2 separate regions of the Hordeum vulgare genome follow, and region 1 is linked to region 2. A link is a contact called in public Hi-C data. All regions are on one chromosome and are shown on one strand. The core of a region is the stretch at or near the end of the contact, and the rest is flanking DNA. Distances in the headings are between cores, read along the strand shown.

What was found. Hi-C and Micro-C count contacts between places; a contact is called where the count stands out from the background.
Region 1: a contact with region 2 is called in a Hi-C map of leaf, with 2.8 times the contacts expected there. The contact joins two enhancer-like sites. A contact is called at or near these places in 2 of 6 Hi-C or Micro-C datasets (leaf and seedling).

The regions. Positions count from the first base shown.
Region 1 is chr2H:490,018,664-490,022,434 of MorexV3_pseudomolecules_assembly, forward strand. No RefSeq gene overlaps it. Among protein-coding and RNA genes, the nearest start is that of LOC123430310, 180 kb to the right of the region's middle. Within about 2 kb of position 2,083, at least 3 of the 3 cell types and tissues checked have open chromatin away from gene starts, as enhancers often do. A contact at or near this core is called in leaf, where this site is marked.
Region 2 is chr2H:489,776,581-489,780,699 of MorexV3_pseudomolecules_assembly, forward strand. No RefSeq gene overlaps it. Among protein-coding and RNA genes, the nearest start is that of LOC123426797, 84 kb to the left of the region's middle. Within about 2 kb of position 1,826, at least 2 of the 3 cell types and tissues checked have open chromatin away from gene starts, as enhancers often do. A contact at or near this core is called in leaf, where this site is marked.

The DNA.
Region 1 (3,771 bases), core at 833-3,332, 240 kb after region 2:
TCTTGTCGTTAATAGTTTTTCATACAAACTATTTATTTTTTGACATTATACAAAATTTATATGCTCCCTTTTGGAGTCAGAGGGAGTACATGAGAAAGAAAGTCATAGACCCAAGATGAGCAACGCCAACTAATTTTCAAACAGTCATATCTTTGGTGTTGCTAGTACTAACAACATAGAGGAAGAGTTGTGGAAAATGCTTGCATTATGGCTATTTCGAACATTCCAAATATGATCAATGCTTACATTACGCATCTACTTCACGAGTCCTTCACCGAACGGAAGCTAAGCCAAGTGTACGTTAAGGCGATCGATTTCTACTCAACCATTGATCATATTTCAAATGTGTGTGGCATGCCAATATTTTATGTGACTGGATAAGAGATCTCTACTAACATATTTATCTTGATTTCAACATGTAACCATTCATAGCAAAAGACTTACCTAACATGCAACCATCCATGGTAAAAGACTCACCTCAACACAACGAACCGTGGATGGTGAAAGACTCATCTCAACATGCAACCATGCATGAAAAATAATAATTGTAGACACAATAAATAATTATTTTATAACTATTCAATCATCAAATGCAATAAATCATTTTATTTGTTCGCATTTTTTAATCCAAATATCAATGCTCCAATCACACTCGACTATATTGCAACAATTTAGTGTCAAAGTAAGTGGCCCCTCTCCTAGGATGGAAGTGCTTGCTAATGACGCATGCATACAAAGGAGGGCCTTCCTTTAAACCTTTCTGTTGATGCTGTTGCTGGAAAGGGCAATGATGGATCGGTGGCACATGTCGAGCCTGCATCAAGGAAGAATAATGGAGAGCCGGAGGAACTCGAAAAGGTTGTGATAAAGTCAATTGAAGGCAAAGATGCGCCATCAAACCATGCTTTAAGATCTGTCTGTTTTGACCTAAGCAACACGTTCAAGATTTCCAATTGACCCTCTTTTGACCGATCGACTGATTGTGAATCAATGGAAACTACATATCCTATCCAGTGGAGGACACACACACACACATCTCTCTCTAGCGTTGCTTGCATATCACCCTATAAATCTTTTAGCTTTATTAGAAAGGAATGGGACGATGGAGTTAGCATGAGGGGTACACAACATGGCCTACCAACTCGATGGTAAAGGGAAGGGAGGAAAATAACACAGAGATGGGTATGAACTTTTGATGGACCCTCCTAAGATTTGAGTCACCCACAGCAGGCCAGCCACATATTACAACAAAGATTGCTGGTACAGATTCTGCAAAACAAAAGGGCATTGCCAAAAAAAATTGCCCTGTTAGTTAGTTGGCCAATAATCATTTTATTCCTGGTAACCATGCAGGCCATTTCCACCGGAAAACATCAACAAAATGTCATGAAAATACCCGGTAGTGAAAACACCAAACCTAAAAAAGGAATCTTCAATGAGAAAGAGGCACGGGATGAAAATAATAAAGGATGCTACTATCTAGCGGTCGCACTACAAGCATACTAGGAGCAATAATTGTACACACATGTGCTGTAACTTGCTGAAGTGACCGTAGTGGCGCATCCCCGAATTTCCACAAGAAAATGAAGTGCATCTGTCGCACATCCTGAAGAATGGTGACGGGTATTGTAGCTCAGTTTGACCACTGAATTAGTAGATCATACTACTACGCCTTGTCTCGCGGATTCTCATATTACGGTCAGCTGGTCAGTAATATGTGTAAACAAAGTCTTCGGTGAAAACAACACGGAAAAGGTGTCTTCCTTCACATGCAGTAGTAGAGTTACTTTCTTCCTAAATCCAGACATGCACATCGAGTCCAGATATCCTTGACGCGACAGTTTACCTATCGGATCACTTGCATTAGTGGGGTGGATCCTGGGCGGGAGGGACAGATTAAATGCCCCCTCGCTGTCTGGGCTACGTTGTGCGGGTGACGTTGCTTGCAGATTTCATCAGCGAGAAGAGAACAAAAACCAAATCTACGGAGGGCCGTAGCTGGCTGTGCATGCAGGCCAGACACGCAGTGCATGGTGGCGTGCGGCGGAATGCTAATAATAATAAAGTGGGGTTAAGCTAAAGCCCTCCTACGTACTCCTAGGGCCGAGGAGATCCGAGAAAGATCCTCGTCCTTGATGGCCCCCCCACGTACTACACCACTCTCCTTCCATTGCTGCCATGCATGTAGCTGCCACGCCTGTCAGCTGTAGGAGTAGTACGCAAGTCACATGGATCCGGTGGTTTGTTCTCACCTGCCGCCACCAGCTAAGCCGCTAGCTTATCTATATACTGTATCTTGTCTGTGTAAGTACGTACTTGGATCGTATATGGATGGGGCACGTACAACTTTTCTTCTTGGTCTTGTGAAGCACGGTGCGGCCGAGCGGGCAGGGATGCACGACGGTGCGGCCTCCTGCTTCGCCACGGACCACGGAGCGCGGAGCGCGGCGATATGCGAATCCCGCGCGTCCCGGCCGGCGCTTGACCGGCGAGACCGAGACCGAGACCGCGAGCCGCATGGGTTTCCACACCAGCCTGACATCGCACTCGCACGCACGGCACAGACGGAGGGAGTACTCGGCCCGATTGAAGCAGCGGTCGATGTCCGGGACCTGGCCGAAAGCCCCGCCTCGCATTCAAGCGCCGAAAGGAGGCCGCCATTAACTCGTCTCCTGCTCCGGCTACTGTACGGGTGATCCTGCCTCGCGTACGGGGAGTCATCGGGGAGGGGATCTCGCCGTATCTCTCGCCCGCCGCGCCGCGCAGCGCACACGCACGCACGCAGCCGCGACGCCAGTAGGAGTAGTATTTGATTTGACCCGCGGGCGTACGTACGTATACAACGCACGGGGAGGCAGAGGGCAAAGGGCGCGGAACGGGAGGTTGGCTCGTCCGGATCGCCGGATCCGAGGGAGATTGAGTCTACAAAGTTAGGAGCAAAGCGCTGACCCATTTCCTCTGCTCGCATTCATTTGGATCGCGACAGATAAAAAATTGACCCAACGTACGAGTTAAAATAAGCGCGTTTGTTTTTCATCCGTTCATGATATATTCTGGACGCAAATTTAGAGGTCATTTGTGTCGTCGCGGACACGGAGCGGGCACGCGTCTCGCTCGCGTTATCCTTCCCTGACTCGCCAGTCGATGTCACGATCTCTCCTTCTTATCTCCTCTCCCTCATCCGTCGCCCGCAAGCACACAAACCATAGGCTCCCGACCCCATTTCTCATGGCCACCCTAGCTCTTCAACAGCAAATCTACCGGCGGGGTGCCTCCTTCGTCCCGGTGCGAGAGCTCTATTGATGGATCTGTGGTGGCGATGGAATTTGGTGGTATTTTGCATATCCTATCGGTGGGATTTGGTGAATCAGGCCGCCGGCGGGACTGCGCTTGCCATGCACTGGTCGGGTGCCGGTCCATCAGGTTTGGGCAATCCCTCGGTGCCACATGCATGCGCTCAGACCCCCTTTAGCCGCTCGGGTCTGACCCGTTGCACGTTCGCCAGCAAGGCGACGCCGGCCGCGGCCCTCGTTCGGCATTGACCCAAAAGCTTGTCGGCTCATCTTTGTCGTTCATACAGTGCGATGACTGCTCGTTGCAGGTCGTCCGACGCGTTTTTTGGACACCGGAATATCCCGGTTAGGCATTCATGAAGTTCAAAAATGATGGCGTACGATTTTCGTTTGACCATCCGCTCTTTTCTTGATGCAATTTCGCTAGCTTATATTTCCTTAATATTGTGTGTATAATGGATGTAGTTTTTGGTATTGG
Region 2 (4,119 bases), core at 576-3,075:
TCTACTGTCCAAACATCAGAAATTCCGGCAGCGTTTCCATATGGCTAGGCATGTTTTCAACCAGACTCGAGAGGGGGTGGTTAGATATGATGACTACTTCAAGTGTAAAGAGGATGCCATTGAAAAAATAGGCTTCTCATCTTATTAAAAATGCACTGCAGCTATCCGTATGCTTGCTTATGGAGTACCTAATGATCTTATCGATGAGTACGTCCGTATGAGTGAGTCTATGTGCTTAGAGTTGTTGTACAGATTTTGCAAGGCTGTGGTTGCAGTGTTTGACCCTAAGTACTTGAGAGAGTCGACTACTGCACACACAACCCGCTTGTTGGCGACCAATGCAAATCCGGGCTTCCCTGGGATGCTTGACAGCATAGACTGCAAGCACTGGGAGTGGAAGAACTGCTCTTGTGCTTGGCAAGGCCAGTACAAGGGCCATGTCAAGGCTTGTACTGTCATACATGAGGTCGTGGCATCTCAAGATATTTGGATCTCACACTCTTTCTTTGACATGGCCGGATCACACAATGATATCAACATGCTTCAACGTTCGCCGGTATTTACAAGGCTTGCCAAAGGCAACATCCCGCCGATCAATGTTAACATCAACGGTCACAACTACAACAAAGGATACTATCTAGCTGACGCTATCCACAGTGGACCACTATTGTGAAGTCAATCTCCAACCCTGTCGGAGAGAAGAGGAAAAGATTTGCCCAAAAGCAAGAGAGTACTAGGAAGGATGTCGAGCGTGTCTTTGGTGTTCTGCAATCTCGATGGGGCATAGTTCGATATCCTGCTAGAACTTGCAGCACCAAGAAGTTGTGGGAAGTGATGACTGCTTGTGTGATCATGCACAATATGATCGTAGAGGATGAGCGCCCGAAACGTCTCCACAATCAAGGGTTTGAGTTTCACAGTGACAGTGTGGTGCCTCGGCAAGGCGGAGAAGCGGCATCGTTTTGCACAGTTCACCCAATTCATTATGAATATGTGATTGGGAAACTAATATTTAGTTGCAAGATGATTTGGTTGAGCATATGTGGGATCACATTAGCAACCAATAGGTGTATCTTTTAGACAATTTATTTTTTATTGGGCTTGTAAAACTTTGCTATATTTTATTTTGGTTGTGAAATTATGCTATTTCATTTGCTTTCGAAAAGTATGCAAAATATTTACATTTGTTAAAAATCGACGGCTAGCCAGCCACACGGACAAATATAGGTCGACGTGTTGGGCGCGGTGTCGATACAAATCATAGAATGGACGGACACAGAGCCAGCGGCCAATCCAAACGGACGAAAAGCGAAAAAATCATCATTTGTTTCGATCGTCCCGTTGGAGTTGTTGTTATGTTTTCGCTCTGGTCTTCATCCACTTGAACTTGGGTGGCGTTGACATTAAGGGTCAGATTCGGGTTAAGTTCTTGAGATGAATATTTAACCTTCTTTCAAAGGTCAGAGTTGTTAATACATTCTCAAAAAGGGCAGTATAGTCTTTTGACAAGGGTCAGAACTGTCAATTTTCACATAAATACCGGTGTTAGGAGTACTAGTAGTAGGTTTGATGGTTGGCGTGGTGGAGTGGCATCCTCCTCGTGGATCTTGAATCACCAGGCCGAGTTTGACAGGGCGTACCACTACCACCAGACCTTACCTGCTCGTGGTGGTCTGGTCTGGTAGAGGTCGGAGGAAGATTTTCCGACATGACTAGGCGGACAGGCTCCTAGCTGCGCCGAATCCCTCGGACGCGACCTCCCGGACTGCGATGGAAAGCAGCCCAACGCGCACGCATGAGATCTCCCTCTCCCTCTCTCTCACCGCCTGCCTGGCCTGGTCGGTCTACGACTGACTGCCACCCATCCGTCCATCATAAAGCACCACTACCGTGCACGTACGCGGCACGCAGATCGCTTCCAGCACGCAATAAAACCGTTGGCAGACATCGTATATTGCAACAGTCTGCTCTGGTGAGCTACTACTAGCATAATGGAGGCGATCATGTCGATATCCCAAAGGAACCCGATCCGCATGTCATGTAATGTAATGTAATGTACGGGCGCTGTACGTGCTACGCGCCTGTTCTCTCCGGGCCGGCACCGTATCCCGGACGCAGGTGGCGGGAATTCAATCCGGCGACCCGCATCAAATGGCCTCGGGGTGTGCGATGCGTGGGCTGTGGCGGAACTGAAGCCCGGCGTGTTGGCGAGATGCGCATGTCGGCTTCCAAGAGGTGGGAATAATAACCAGTAGAGACCTGGCTTGGCTCTGTAGGACTCGCACTGTCGCACTGGACGGACCAAATCTGCTTCTGATGCATGGTTGTCTTAGTAATGAGAGCGCAGAGCGAGGGGGGGAGGGAGAAGATCCCACGACTGGCGAGGTGGCATTGGCATAGCAAGGCAGGCTGCTCATTCATTCATTTTCGACGCAGACATTCTTTAACCGCCGTGCGTGGGAAGCTGGGAATGTGTCGCACTTTTTGGCCGATCGCCGTCTCTGTCCCGCAAGATCGGCCGTGGGCCACGGAGCATTCAACCATAATATCCGCCCTCTGATCTCTCTGAAGTCTGCGATGGATGAGCGTGTGGGTTTTGGGAGTATCTGTTTGGCGACTGATTTGAACCTCTTTTAAGAAATCAGCGCCAATGAGCCCAAGCTTCGAATCCCCATGTATTAATATCAAAAAAAAAAACGCTAAGCGTTGATTGTGCGTTCGATCACCTACTTATGCTTTTCTAGCTTAGACGCGATTAAGCAAAATTGGACGTAATTAGGCGTTAATACCGCACTACGAAGAAATAAGCTAGATGGACCGGCCTAGCCCATTAAACCACAGGCCCATCTTCATATCCTCCAACTAAAGCTCTTGTATGTGGTGTAGTGGACATGAAATTTAGGTTTCCTCCTCACGCCGCCTCTTCCCCTCGCCCTCTCTCCCTTGCTACACGAGGCTGCTTCTCTCCTTCTTCCTCTGTTCTTTGCCACAGAAGCTCGATCCCTCACCGGAAAAGCATGATCCCTCGTTGGAATCAATCAATTTATTGTCGGAGTAGCTGAATCCCTCGTCAACTAGGATGAATTCTTGCATGGGAGGTAGAATCCTCGTCGGGGAAATTGATTTCTCGACCGAGAAACATGATTCCTCGTCGAAGAGACTGATTTCTCGCCGGAGAGCCTCGCCGGCCGCCTTTTTGAGCGCCTTGGGCAAAAGGGAGGCACTAGGCCAACACCCATCGCTTAAGCGAGCGCCTAATAGCGTTTTTAAATGATGATTAATATTAATCTTCATTCAAGGGTCTACATGCGCATACTAGAGGAAGCATAAGGCCCTTCCCAATGCTTCACCATAGACATGTGCTAAGCATGCTACATAAGTAAAAACATGACATGACACAACAATTAAGAAGGAGAGAGAGTATTTTGGTGACCTCAAGAAAAACCAATGCCAAACATGTAAATCTAGGCAAAATAAAATGAAAAAATTCGCCAATGCATGAAAGAGTTTAGGTGATAAATCATTAAATAAAGTAAGCTTAACAACAACAAACTAAGCACCTGTGCATTGGGAAGTTGAGTTTCTAAGCTCTTCAATATACTTAGCACCTCATCTAAACACCTTTGCATTAGAAGTGGCCTAAGAAGGCACTGCTTAGAGCAATTCTAGCAAAGACGCCATGTCATCGGACGTGATGTTTTTACAACCGAGCTCAAATGAGCTCGGGTGAACAGTAAAATCATAAAATATCTGAAAATTTCAAAAATCTATTTTTTTACCATGAACGCTGATAAATATTCTATGAACTCGCAAAGTTTCGTCATGAAATCACATTCCTGGAAGTCATAACAAAAAAAATCAAACCTCTGTAAATGCTAGTTTCGAAAGCATTTTGGAGCATTAATTTTATTTTTTTGTGTCACGACTTTCAGAAATGTGATTTCGTAATGAAATTTTACGAGCTCTTAAAACATTTGTTAAAGTTTACCGTAAAAATTCAGTTTTTTTTCTTTTTAAAAATATTTTTCAAATTTACTATTCACCCGAACTCAAATGAGTTCGGGTGTAAAAGGGCACTTTCTATTGGAAATATGCCCTAGAGGCAATAATAAATTAGTT